Linked DNA regions of Oryzias latipes: region 1 is linked to region 2. A link is a contact called in public Hi-C data. All regions are on one chromosome and are shown on one strand. Each heading gives the region's core, a stretch centred on a gene start, on an enhancer-like site or on the middle of the called end of the contact. The rest is flanking DNA. Distances are from core to core; before and after follow the strand shown. Region 1 overlaps LOC110017536 (a long non-coding RNA gene). Region 2 holds the start of LOC101155811 (serine/threonine-protein phosphatase PP1-beta catalytic subunit).

What was found. A called contact is a pair of places that touch in the nucleus more often than the background predicts.
Region 1: a contact with region 2 is called in a Hi-C map of gastrula embryo, with 2.2 times the contacts expected there. The contact joins the enhancer-like site here to the promoter of LOC101155811 in region 2. A contact is called at or near these places in 4 of 5 Hi-C or Micro-C datasets (embryo, fibroblasts and gastrula embryo).

What each region holds. Positions count from the first base shown.
Region 1 is chr22:8,023,599-8,030,367 of ASM223467v1, forward strand. LOC110017536 (a long non-coding RNA gene) reads right to left here. Exons shown (of 3, transcript XR_002292963.2): 2 at 3,807-3,843; 3 at 2,346-2,814. Among protein-coding and RNA genes, the nearest start is that of LOC110017536, 7.7 kb to the right of the region's middle. Within about 2 kb of position 1,908, at least 1 of the 8 cell types and tissues checked has an H3K27ac peak or open chromatin away from gene starts, as enhancers often do. A contact at or near this core is called in gastrula embryo, where this site is marked.
Region 2 is chr22:7,930,491-7,938,147 of ASM223467v1, forward strand. LOC101155811 (serine/threonine-protein phosphatase PP1-beta catalytic subunit) reads left to right here and starts at 5,352. Exons shown (of 8, transcript XM_004082201.3): 1 at 5,352-5,542. The coding sequence starts at 5,491. plb1 (phospholipase B1, membrane-associated) reads left to right here. Exons shown (of 43, transcript XM_004082484.3): 33 at 9-52; 34 at 150-249; 35 at 345-396; 36 at 510-590; 37 at 1,557-1,622; 38 at 1,752-1,846; 39 at 2,065-2,146; 40 at 2,235-2,339; 41 at 2,418-2,513; 42 at 2,606-2,680; 43 at 2,760-4,224. The coding sequence ends at 3,029.

The DNA.
Region 1 (6,769 bases), core at 658-3,157, 90 kb after region 2:
GTAAACCTAAAAGGCCTTTTTTTATTCTGTTACTCATAGGCCCAAAAGATGTCCCATCATCAACGGCATATACTTATATGGTGTTATTCTACCTTGATTAAGGCCCAAAGTTTACTCTGCAGTCACAAACTCCAACCACCCATGGATGGTAGCTCTGCTGCCACATGGCACCAGCCTATAACCACAAGAAGCAGTGCGAGGTTCTTGTCCCAGTACACTTTGACACATGAGCAAGCACGGCAGGTACTGAACTTGCGATTTCCGATCAGAGGTCAACTGCTCTATGTCTGCACCAGTGCCACGTAGGGCAAAGACAAATTGTTTAAGATCCAAAAATTCTGTTTTTCTTTCTTTCTTTAGTTTATTTGACAAACTAAATAATGAATGTACAGGGGCATTAATCAAAGAAAGGATACATTTTACCATACTACAGCTCTGAGAGCTCATTTCCATCTGCAGTACTCAGGACATACAAATGCAAGAATTAACAATAACATAAAACAGTACAATTACATAACAGTTACAATTTTTTCATAATAAAAGATGAGAGAGATTGAGAAAAACAAAGTAAAAACCTCTAAAACATACTACATAGTTAACAGTGTTGACTTTCTGTTTTGGTAAAAAGATTTTGTTTTGCTTAATTTTGAGTGCGTTGGCAGTTTATTCCACTCAATTATTGATTTAAAAGAAAATACTGATTGGCCCAGTGCAATTCTGTATAATCGTGCAAAACATCCGTGAGGACTGGAGGCAGCTTCAGCATTGAAATTTCTATTGTAAATCCTAAAATTGGTTGTTTTAACCCATAAGACATCAATGTAAAAGCTGTGTCACACAGTCACTTAGTACATTAGAGTTACGTGAAATTTTCACAAATCTATCATGAATGAACCACGTTAAACTCACGGAACAAGTACTAATAAACCACGCAAAGAACACGTAAATCTACGTGGAACATGAACCGTGTGTGATTATTAGACTGTTTATATGCAATTCATTAGTGATCCGTGCGTGCGTAATTTGAAACTAATATGTGCGCCGTATACGCGAAATAAAAGTTACACATCGGTGGTACATGCGCAAAGAGTTCATTAGACAGATGGAAAACTATAAATTTGCTGATGCGTCTCGCAAAAATTAAGCACAATTGCGTAAGATTAATGTAACAATTGTGCATAAACTACGTAAAATAAGCGTAAACTGAAAGATTCTCAATCGACCAAAATTTTTGAACAGCTCAAAAACGAGAGCGCCAACTGAAACCCTTGAAAGACATCTGCGCACATTGTCAAATGACGAAAGCAAGAAACACCTATGAATTACATATATCATACATGTATCACAAAAGACCGGAATGTGGAAAATGCGCAAAATGTACATAATGGCAGTGTGTCACTGTCGCAACAGAAAAACAGCATAAACGTGATCTGTGGTCCAGTTGTTTTTTTGCATCTCTCAGTCATTTTTATTTTCAAGGAAAAATAGATCAGGGTTCTTGTGGGTTAATAAGTTCTACAAACTAATATGAAAAAACTTTGCAAAGCAACAAACAAAGAAACTTTTCAAGTTTTATTCATCAAATATTTTATTAGAATTTTTAGTATTTGCAGGAAGCTTTACTTTAGTCAAATGTTCAGTAAAAAGACTTCTAAAACATTTCACTTTGGCGTTTTTTTTAAAGGTTGAACGTATTTTAGTTAAATATAAAACCTTCACACTTCCTACACGGGTTCTTCATGTCCCCTGTCACGAGTTTCTGAATTTATCTACAACGAATTACTGACTGAGGTCTTGAGTGAACTTTCAGCATGTGTTCTAACCCCATGAGTCCACATGTAGCAGTAAATCAGAGAGCTCTCATCATTGTGGTGGCAGCAGAGTAGATCACAGAATCCTAAATAAAGCTCTTTAGCTCTCCATTGTTTAAATAGGAAAAACCACAGTGAGCTCTGTAACATAACCGTGTGTATGCTAAACAACTTGCTCAACAAAGCAACCAAACCATGGCAACAGCAGGAAGCCAGAAGACTTTAAAGCCCATAAAACCCTTTAGGTCCATTTTAAGACATAAAGAACTGAAAAAAAGTCTCTTTGTGGAGTTTTTTGTTTTTTTTGTATAAAAAGAAAATGCACATTTTGCCATAAAAAAGATGTTTTTCAACACAGAGTATTTGGTTTCGTGCTTGTCTTGCTTGCTATTTGAATATAAGCTGGTTTTGATGATAGAAGATCTCTGGTTCATAAAATAAAAATTACCTAATAAAAAAACTAAAAATGGAAAACCTAACCTTCACAAAATACTAAAACATTATCATTTGCAGTGGTTGTGGTGTGAAATACAATTTTAAAACTACCTTCCAAAGTCTGCTTTGAAAAATAAGGTTTTTGAACTTCTGTTTGAACACCCGTTTTGTTTCTTTATCCTCAGGCCATCTTGACATTTTTTGTTTTTGATCTGACAAAAGACTGAAAACGTCCCGGCACTCAATCATGAGCTTCCAAAACTGCTTAAACTAATCTCCGAGATGGAGACGGGGGAGTCAAACAAGTCCAGGCTGACAGAGGCGAGACACACTCGCACTAAATAAAAATAAAAACACCAGGACTCATAATGTCAGGTTTTGACACATTTCCGACCTTTAATTTGGAGAGGGTGTTTCAAAGTCATGAAGGTTAAGACAGATAATAGTAGGTGAATACAGCTTACAGACTGCATGTGTAGTGCTGTGGAATATAATTAACTTGATTTCCAACCACTTGTCACTGAGGTATGAGTGGTTTTAGGCTCAGCAGAGGGGTTTCACACTGCACCTATAAAATGAAAGTGAATTTGCATCTAACCAACAAAAAGAGGAGAAAAATGCATCCAGCAAGTGTGATCAGAAACCTAAGGTTTGCTAATGTTGTTGTTTATGCAGTGTCCACAGAGAAATATAAAGGGAATTCTCTAAAACAGAAGGTAGCACCTTTGCTAGTCTTTCTGTGCTCCCATCTTTTTTGTAGTCAGAGAACTTTGACAACTCCCAATATAAATGTTAATTTTGCATGCTTAGGGAAAATACAAAGTACATTTAAAGGCCACACTCTTGTAAGTCCCAATCATCTTTTGATTTATTGATAAAGTCTTCCCACTCGTCTTTTTATTAAAATTATGCCAATTTTAGCCAAAACCAAAAAACCTGTGTCATTTTCTATGACATAATTTCTGTAGAGCGACAGTAGTTCTTTAGAAATTCACCTCTGAGGTATGAACGGGACTGTTCACACGGAGTGAACCCACCTCCTTCCCATCAACCATCTGTTTACACGCTCTCCTGCTACCTTACAGCCTCTCAAAACCACAACCTAACATTACCAGTAGAATAGTAGTAGGTTTAAAGGTTTTCACCTGGACTTGGTTTTAAAGTTGAAGACGTTTCTTATTCAAAAGGCTTTGCCAATTCTGAAATACAGGAGCTTGTAAAAGAGCTGGTTTATATGTGCTCATGGGGGAGGAGTCAGACCTGAAACCGGATAGTGTTGTCTACTTAAACTGCATGGTTCGGGTCATTAGGCATCCTTTGTTCTCAGCTGGGGTTGGGGCGACATATAGCTACTCTCCCCAAACTGGTCATCTCTTTCAGCTGTTAATGACGACAAAAGTGCTCATTGAACCTATTGATAGAAAATGTTCATGAATGTTTTCATTTACGGGAATGTTGCGAGTGACAGTTCATGGCGAACACTTATACTTATGATTTTATTTTATTTTAACCCCACTAAGACCTACGTACTGCACAAGGAGCCCGTTTTGTGCTGCTCACCTGATAAGAGCGCGTTCCTTGCATCCCAGCCAGACTTCTAGAAATGAGAAGATTAGACAATCAGACTGCAGTTTGTGTGGGCATCCAACAGTTGTCTATGGACACTTACTTACCTCCACCCCATGCACAGACATTCACAAAGTCAGTAAGGAGCCAGTAATCGCACATATTAACAACTAGAGTAATACAATGGGGTCAGTGTACGACAGCATCACTTGTGCGTGCACACCTTTGCTCCACTTAAAGGGCCTATGTTATGCCATTCTTAAGCCTTTCAGAGTATACTATACTAGTATACTATAGTATACTATATCCATATATGTGACAACTAATTACCTTTGGCACACTAAAGAAGGATGTTTTTAATGAAACAGTCAGTTTCGCAGCACATTTTCCCACCCAGAATAAAGATGGCTCAATCTCTGCCTTTTGCTCATTGTGGGTACTGCCCATTTCATGATGTCAACCTAGTCGGCATCGGCATCGTGTCTGCATTTCACCCATGAAAACAAAAAACATCAGAACTTTTGAAAAGATGGATGTGCATATAAAGTGAAAGCGTTTTGCAGATCACAGCTAGCTCCACAGTGAAAGTGGGTTTGTGTGTGTGTGTTGGTCTGGGGGCGGTGCAGACAGCGCAGACTCTTCCTGGAAGGGGCTGATCCTCTCTAATCCACGTCACAATGTGAGAACCCGCTCGTTTTACTGGGTAACTGTCGCGGTAACGAGTGGCAACTGACTCTTGAAGTTTTGAGTTCGCTGTATCTGTAGAGGAGGAAGGTGCAGGAATCCTTGAAGCTGGTGCTTAGAGAGCAGGGTTTTAGAGGAATGTTCAGAGATGGATGAATGGAGCAAAATACAAATGGGGTTGTTTTTTGTCATGAATAAACATTATAATACACTTCAAAGCTCAAAAAAGTGGATTTTGCATGATATAGGTCCTTTAAGATTGGGCCACTCCTTTCTACGATCTTCCACAACCCAAAGGTCAACCCTCTATTTAACATTTGACCATGTCTTAAAACAATGTCTGAACATTCCAGATTGATTGACTTAAAATACAAATGGGCTTACATATATCTAAATGTGTAAGGTTTGGGATTTTCTAGTGAAATTTTACAAAGCAAGAGAAGCAGGTATTGTTATTCTGTGGAGAAAGGGAAGCACCAATGCAGCCAGATCCCACAGGATGCCTCACTTTGAGAAACTTTCACTTAAATTCTGTGTCTGTTTCCGCACAAAAAAGAACTTCTTTGGGATTAAAAAGATGCCCGGCTTGCTGAAAGGCACCTCAGTCAGTAGTGTGGAGGGTTTCCACCACTGTGCAAATGTGTTTGATGAATATATTCTGTACTTTTATTGGACAGCCACTTGAGAAAGCTGCTACCGTTTAAACACTTCTGCAAGACTTTCCAGACCACCTGTCTGTCTGGAACACAATGGGATCCAAGCAGCAGCTACAACCACAGTTTCATCCAAATACAAGCTGTTGCAACCTGACCAAAAAAAGGCTAGTCCAATGTCAACAGAGGAGGCAAAGGAAGTGAACTGCTATTAGAGCTGTAATTCTCTCTTCCTTCACCACCAGACCTCAAACTTCCAGATTTGGGGGTTTTGTTTCAAATATGGAAGTGCAAATAGAAAATGGAAAAAAAAAGCAATTTTAAAGAGCAGTCCACCCTGCATAGTCTCAAGAGAACAGCTCAAAGTCAGTTTTAGAAGAAGAAAAGTTCATAAATGTGCAGTTAAAGTAAAGTCCTTGGCAATGGAAAATAGTATTCACAGTCTTTGCATTAAGTAGGAGAAGGGAAAATGGGAGCTTTTCTACCGGAACAATAAAAGAGATTAGCAAAGGTTCCTTGCCGGGAAATAAGGTCAGAGACCCAGAATAGACACCAGGTCCCTAGAAAGTTCTTTCAGTAGGCTACCATTGCTGTCAAAACTATACATGCTGCAATTGAGGGAGGGAGCTCTGGGAAGCAACATTATAATTATCATGTTAAGAGGAAAGGAAAGTTTTACATGTGGATCAGGCTGGTTAACAGGTCTACAGCCGTGGTCACTTAAGATAGCTGCAGTGTGCTGAAATTACAGAGCACAATGACTCACCCCGCGCCCTGTTTAAGACTCCTTGGCTGTATTCGAGGTGGGACGAGCCCTCCCAGTAAAAAGTGAAGTCTCCACAGTAAAACTGTTGGCTCATCAAAATAATAAACTCTTTGTTCGGCGTTGCAGCGTTTTCCGTGCAGACCACCTGGAAGCAGTCATTATTCCCTCACGTGTCGAGAAGTTTGCAATGAAGTGTACCATGGTCATATTTTAATATTGTTTATATTCAATAAAGAATAATGAATCTTTGGTAATCTTTGCAATCATGGTTTCATGCATTTTAGTTGTTCGTTCTTTTGAGCTTTATTGTGAGTTTGTAACAAGTTTAGGAAAAAGCTCCCAGCTGGTGAATTCCAAATGTTCACACAAGCTGAACTACGAAGTTTCATGCTCAAAAAAAACAGATTTTACCAGCTCATTTCATACAAATACAGGTCTAATGGCTTCTTTTGAGGTCTGCTAAACCATGACATTTCTTTGTAGAAACAAGAAATTAAAATAGCTTATGCCTTCACAGCATCACTAAGAACTCAAAAGGCCAGTCACTGTGTCAAAAGCCTTTCACGGTGAATGCTAAGAATGAGATTTAGCTTGTCCTGACCTTTGATATTTCTGAATGTCATGGACATTTTTTATAGCTGTGGTCAGACAGGTATAACACTCAGTAGTTTTTCAAGCGATCAAAAGATACGTAGTAGGCAAGAAAACCTCCAGAACCATGCTGTGTTACACTACTCCCCATGTTCACCTTTAAATTCCATGTGAGGCTCCAGACAAACCCACGTCCCAAAGATGCTTTTTTTCCCTCCATCTTTAGCAAGCCTCTTCCAAATATTGTTCAAATCTGAAGTTTG
Region 2 (7,657 bases), core at 4,102-6,601:
TTTTGCAGCATTGGAGGCGATGAAACTCTTGAGACGGTCACAACTCTACCTAGTAAGCCTTTCGTCAATGTACTGCAATGCACATTAGAGCCAGCAGATGGCGGAGCAGGGTTAAAGAGAGGTTGTTGATTTCCTTTTCTCCTCATCAGATATCCTCAAGAAGTTTAATCCTAATATCAAAGGAATGTCATTTGGGGTTGGAAAAGAACAGACGGGCTTTAACATGGCAATATCTGGGGCTAAAATCTCGTAAGTTCTCATTTTAATACAAACTTCTAACGTTTATACATACATATGTTTTTAACTCAAAACTGATGAACCTGTTTTTATGTAACTGCAATCAGAGGCATCCCAGGGCAGGTCAGAACTCTGATTGACACCATGAAGGCTGATCCTGTGAGTATGATCTAAAGACAGCTTCTGATGCCCTTCCTGCTTAGTCAAATTATAATATTTCACAATGGTCTTTCTTTGTTGTGATTGTTTTGCCTTTCGTTTCATGGCACTAGAGTGTGGATTTTGAGAATGACTGGAAGCTTGTGACCCTCTTCATCGGAGGCAATGACCTGTGCCAGTACTGCACTGACCGGGTGAGTCGCTCTAAGAAATCATTGCGAGGAGAAGAGAGCTTCCCTGGAGAGAATGGATCTCCACAAAACCATGTCTCAACATCCCGGGGTGTTTTGTGATGCTCCGACCACAGTTGTCTCATGGTATCGCTTCTCAAATCGACCTGCACGCTGAAGCGGAATAATGAAGCTTTGTGAGCCACCCTCCCCCTGATAGTTTTTGTTGTATCAGAGCGAGATGAGAGCAGACATGCTTTCTTTCAATGAGAGCATTCTGTCACTCTACCCCCCTCCCTCCTCGCACAGGCAACAGGGACAGGCGTTGTTCTTTAAGAGGCACAAACAACGCAGAAATCCACTCAGACTCATTTCATCCCACGTCTGTTTCCCTCCTCTCCTTCTATCACAGCTTGTGCTTTGAAGCAAAATTACCGTAGAGCAAAACCAGTTTATGATTAGATCTGATACGTCTTGTTTATTCAAGTATTATCACAATCACCAGCCAATTTATCCGACTCTCCTGCCCAGCTGCTCGTTAACGCAAATTTCAAATCAGCCAATCACGTGACAGCAACTTTGGTCAAGACAATCTGCACCCAAATGGAGGAGAAAGGGGATTGAAGTGACTTTGAACGTGGCATGGTTGTTGGTACCAGAAACGCTGGTCTACTGGGATTTTCACCCACAACCATCTCTAGAGTTTACAGAGAATGGTTCAAAAAACAGAAAATATCCAGTTAGCTGTAGTTCTGTGGGTTAAGTTGCCCTGTCGATGCCAGAGGTCAGAGGAGAATGGTTTCAGCTGATGGAAAGACAACAGTTACTAAAATACCTCAAACACCTTTGGGATGTGGTGGAACGGGAGAATGGCATCATGGATGTGCAGCCGACAAATCGTGTCAATATGGACCAAACTCAAAGATGTACCTCATAAAGTTCGCAGTTAGTGTAGATTCAAACAGTGAATTTTCTGTCTACAATCTGTAGGTGACCCATTCACCTAAGAACTACAGCCATCACATGATGACAAGCTTGGATATGCTGTATGAAGAGGTGAGGAGATGTCCGCCTCTTCCAGATACTGAACTCCTTCTCATTTTCTCCTACATTCTCAAATCTTAACACCTGCTTTTCTGTGGTCACACTAATGACCATTTTTATGCTTGTTTTTTCTGACATCAGGTTCCACGAGTGATTGTGAACGTCTTGGAAATCTTGGAGATTGAACACCTTCGCAAGATTAAGAGGAACACATTGGGATGCAACTTGATACAACAGTAGGCAATGATCCAATCAGGTTTTAGTTGACTAAAATCACAGTGTCAAAAGCAGATTACAAAAAAATTCAGATTATTATTAGACTGGACAGATGCATCCATCATCCAGGCTAGTTTTCTGGACTTTGTGAACTCTCTTTAGTTTCAATGTTTGCTTCTACTGGTCCTTTAGCGGGAAAATTGTATCAAAAGTGGGTATTTTTATTGCTTATCAACAGGTTTGTGTGTCCCTGTTTCCTGGACCCTGGAGAGGATTCCCCAGAGCTGTCTGAGGTCAAACGGGCCAATCGACAGATGCAGGTCAGTGCCCAGTGAGGCTAACATTTGTGACTTTCAGTGAGACTCTGTGAGGCTAGTTAATGCGGACGCTTGCATTTCCCTCTGTAAGGTCGAGACTTCAAATCTGGTTTACGGGGGTCGGTACGATGGCAGAGAAGACTTTGCTGTGGTTGTCCAGCCGTTTTTCAGAAACAGCATCCTTCCTCTAACTGCTGTAAGCACCACCAATTTCACAGCGGCACATTTGCCTGAGCATTTGGCTTGAGAACTGTCGTCACTCTCTTTTTTTCAGGATGGGAAACCTGATACCACCTACTTCTCTGTGGACTGTTTCCACTTTAGTGAACGAGGACAAGCTGACATGGCGAACGCTGTGTGGAACAACATGGTGAGTTTGGCAAATCAACTGAATAAAAGCTGAACTTTTATTATCCAGCTGAAAATTGAAACCTTACCAGTCAAGTTTTTTTTTTCTTCTAGTTGGAGCCAGTGGATGAAAAACAGACGTACAACAATTTCCGAAATAACAGAAGCAACATTAAGTGCCCGACAGAGGTGAGAAGATGGAAAACCTTTGCCTTAACTGTTGGGTCAGTGAGATGATTTGTCTGACTCTAGGATCCTTGTGTTCCAGGAGCATCCTTACATTTTCACTAAGTTTAACAGTATGCCCACTTTAAGCACAACCAAAGGTCCAGGTCCCTCCACGGTGGTCCCACCGCTGAGCACAGACGATCCCTCCAAGACAGATTGCTCAGGGAAAGTGCAGGCATGGCTCGCTGCTGTGCTGGCTGTAGTCGGTCTGCTGGTCGGCGGCGCCGCCACAGGACTCTTCTTCTACTGCAAAAACAAGAGAAGCAAGAAGAAGCAATCTGGAGTGGAGATGAGGGGCACAACATTTTGAAATGCCACTTGAGCTGTTTGTGTTCCAAACCAACCACAGAAATCAAAATGGGCAGTTGTGTTAAAAAAACAACAACATCAACAACAATCACATCATTTAAAGTGACTTTGGGAAGCATATTATTCACTCATGAGCGCCTCTCAACCACAAACATGTACTTTTCTCAAGAAAGACCTAAACTACATAACATTCTGGCGGGAGGTTCATTGTTTAACGTGTGGTCCCCGCAGTGTAAATTAGTATAAATTCATATTTAAACGTTGTAGCTGGTCTAGCAACAAACTCTAAAAGCCCATAATTACAACCCACACTAATATGCAAACAAAAACCCTTATTTCTGTTTTTGTAAACAAATTAGGATTATAATGCAAACACATTTAAAATGGGTGATAATGTTTTAACGAGATTTTTAGCAATTGTCATTAGACGACGCAAAACTTGCCTCAAAATGGAATTAAAGTAAACTTAAGGCTAACTCGGTTATTGTTTTCTTTTTATATTCAAGACAGTAATTGAGTGTTTATTTGTTTTTCCATTTTGGAGAGGGTCATTTAGGAGCTGCGTCTAGTATGTGATATAGACAGGTTGTCAAGGAAACATCTAAAAACACAAAATGTCACCAAATAATAAATGCGGCAGAGGCAATTATATGATTTATCATCAGGTATACAGCCTGCTGTCATGAAAAACACAGCAACGTTTGTTATGACCACTCTCCAATCAGTCTTCTTTGTCCATTTCTTTGATTACACAAGCAAAATATATAATAGTTGTATCATAATTGGTTCTGCAAGTCGTTAACTAACAGTTTATTGTATGGTCAGTTTCTGTTTATTCATTAGCATTCCTGTATATAGTAAAATCATTTATTTAATTAAAATTTGCATTTGAGTGCACTTTGTCTAATAGGCATTGCAAAGTCAGTTGCAGTATTTTGGGATGCAAAAAAATTGTACACAACCATTGAAATGTATGTTGATTTAATCATTGTATGAGTTTCTCTCCTTTGTTAGGCATGTTGAATGAAGGTAAAAGTAAGATTTCAGTACATTTGGCATTCCTGTTAAACTAAGTGTACTGAATGTACCAGAAAAACATGAAAAGGAGGACACAAACTACTTTGATAAACGTATTTTCTACAGTTTTGCATAAATCTCGAATGTGTTGATTTTTAATTAAAGTCTGCAAAGATCGACTAGTGTTTTTTTTCTTCATTTTTCAGTTGTTGTGTGTCGTAAAGAAATTCCTGTGTGGCAGCCAATACTGCTGGCCCATGTGGCTCATGCTGAAAAAAACCTGCTTTTTACAAAGTGGTTTTGATGTATGTATAATTTAAAAGGCCGTTCAACTTTATTAAGATATGAACAATGCCACATCTATTAATAAAATAAATGGGGAAAAGCTACTCCTGTGTTTAGAAAAATAAAATAAAAATTGTATTACTTCAGTTTATTCATTGAAAACATTTACACTTTTTGAAATATGTTTAAATAATAGTTTTTAGTGTAAAATTGTGCTATTTTATAAAGGCTATCTTTTAATATTACCCATGCATACAATCCGTTAAATACTTAAAAAAATGTAATACAGTGATCCCTTGCTATATCACGGTTTACTTTTCACGGTTTCGCTACTTCACGGATTTGCAAGGTGCATTGTGTTCTGCATTCTGATTGGCTAAAAAAGTCACTCCGCTTCTTCTCTACCTGCGCGTCAATAATGTTGCAGTTTAATATGTACACGTACGTAAATCAGCTTTCCAAATTACGTACATGCAAATCATCTTGCAATTTCAAGTTTCTCTAAAACCCATAGAAAAAGAGCGACACCAACTGTCAATCACTATGTTCTTCTCCTGAACAAACACACACAGCTGCACCGCGGGCTTGAGAAGGAGAAAACACTGCAGCTTCTCAGACTGAAGAGCATTGAAATACACCTGAGCCACTATTTGTCCGTTTGTACTTTGTATTTTTTTCATGATCATTTTAAACTTTCTCCCGTTTAATCCAATTCTTCGGGTCGCGGTGGGCGGGGCTAATCTCCGCGATTTGAAGCCTTCTGTTCACATTGATGATTAAAATTATTATTTGACAGTACAGTACAGAAGTTATTTGTTGAAAAAAAAACGTTTTTAAAGTACTTTGATTTGTGAAACAAATGTTTGAGCCTGTAAAATGGTTTGTTCTTTCTTTTCAATGTATAACAGAGTATTTAATTGTATAATAATTGTTAAAAAAATAGAGGTTTCTACTTCACGGATTTTGCCTATCACGGGTTCTTTTTGGAACGTAACCCCCGCGATAAACAAGGGTTTACTGTACTTCACTGGATAAAATACATTTTAAACTCGGTGTATTCATCTTATTTTTGGGGTCATTTCGCTAACTCGTCGAAACAGCGGCACCTAGTGGCCGTTGACGACATTGACCCGGCTGTCCGCTACAGTACCAGTGTGAAGATGGCGGAGGGAGAATTGAACGTTGATAGCCTCATCTCTCGGCTCCTTGAAGGTAACAAGTTTCGCGAATAAGTTGATGTAAAAACCGAGTGAGAAGTTTGTGAGCTTTGTGCTGGATGTAGTACTGACTTGGCGTCGAGGACGGTTGTCCCGGGAAAAAGCCGCTAAATGTTAGCTACTTGGGCTCGTGCCATCTGTTGGTAATGGTGAACGTTAGCTCGGGCTAACGCCACTGCTAGCTGCCTGACCATGTTTATAAACACTGCCAGCAGTGGACGCCTACGCCTTCCGAGTTGCGCATTTGGTGCGGATTTTGTAGGAAATGTTTCATTTAATTGTATGTATGTTCGTAGGGAAGATAGTATCGTGTGTTTTCTGCATTCTGCCCCATATTGAAGCAGTTTTCAGAAGGAGGGGCAGCGACATTTTTAACTACGCGTTCAACATGAATGTATTAAAACGCACTTTCTTTGCACATTTACTCGCATTAACGAAACGTTTGCCATCAACGGGACTTCTTACGTGTTTATTTAATTACGCTCAAATAAATGAAAAACAACTAGAATTTAATTTATCAGTGACCTAAATAAAAAAAATGTTCACTCAAAATTTAGAGAAAAGGTAAAACAAATGTCAAAAAATTATACTGAATATGTTTATCCTGAAAAAAGTCTAGTTCAAGACAAAGTTATAATTACAGGTATGAAACATTTAAAAACATAATGGAAAGAATAATTAAAAGATATTTTCCATTAAACATTTTCCATATTCAAATTCAACTTTATTTAAAATGCTAAAGAGCATCTCAATATGCTTTACATTTAATAAATAGATAATAAAATTAGTATTCATTATAAAAACGTGACAAATATACAAGAAAAAGCAATATAAAAAATCAAATCAAAACATGAAGAAAAAGATGAGTCTTCAGTTTATTTTTAAAGACCTCCACAGTGGGTGAAGCTCTCACATCCATGCTTTGCGTTCTCTCACAATCACACATCGCTTTAGCTTGTTTTAAAGGACAGAGCTTTTGAAGTCGCACATATAAATGGTCTAAAAAGCTCATTTTCAAACCTTAGGAAGGACAGTCATCTGTTCCCCTGTGAAGTGTTGTGAGTCACATCGGACCGCTGTGGCAAATTTTGCTGTCCTTGGCATACTTTCCTCCCACATCCATGACTTTGTGGAAAAGATGCTAAAGACTTTTCATTTTGGGTTACTGCGCAAATATAATTTGATATATAAAGTATAACAAATCAAAAATAATTGTATGAAATGTTTTGCCCTTTAAAAAACACTACTAGTATTATTTTTGATGTTTTTTATCCTGTCCTTACAAACATTTTGGCTGAAGATCAAACATTCAGAAGTCTGCAAATTAGAACTTCTCAGGAAAGTTGATAAATGTGTCAAAATAAATAGAAATAAATTGTAAAGAGCAATGCATACGCATTTTAATTGAACTTTATTAAAAAAGTGAAGTTGCTTTCAAAACCCAGCACATTTCATCATCCAAAGCCCAAGCCAGATCTTACTTTTAAATGATTCTACATAACAAAACTGGTCAAACATTGTGAGTTTTTTTACTGCTTGTTTTTGCTTTAGGTGCTGTTCCTGAAGCTGTCATAAAATGACAAGAAGTTCATGTTTTGTTAGTATTTATTTGCTTGATAAAAATGTTATTTTTTTAGTCAGAAGCGCAAGAAAGAAAAGGATAAAGTGACATGTCAGCCAATATTTTGTTTTTGTTTTTTTCCATTACAGCAAAATGCTAAAAACGACTTCCACCTTAATTACAAACAAACATACTGTTTAAATATGATCAAGGTCTTCATTTGTAATTGTTTCATTTATTTTTTATTAAATTGAATTGCTGCTGCAAAGGCACTTAACCCTTAACCCTTAACATGCTTGTACTTAAAAATGTTTTACTTAATCCTTTTTAGCTTAACTTGGATGTTATTTATATTTACTCAAAGCATTTATTCTGCGTTATTTTGTCCAATTTGTCTAACAGTATTGCATTGTTTTTACATTGTAGCACCACACAGTAGCTTTCTGCTCAAAGAAACCCTGCTTTTATTATTAGATGTACCACAGTTAGATTAAAGTTCTGATTTTAATGTACAGTGATCCCTTGCTATAACACGGTTTACTTTTCACG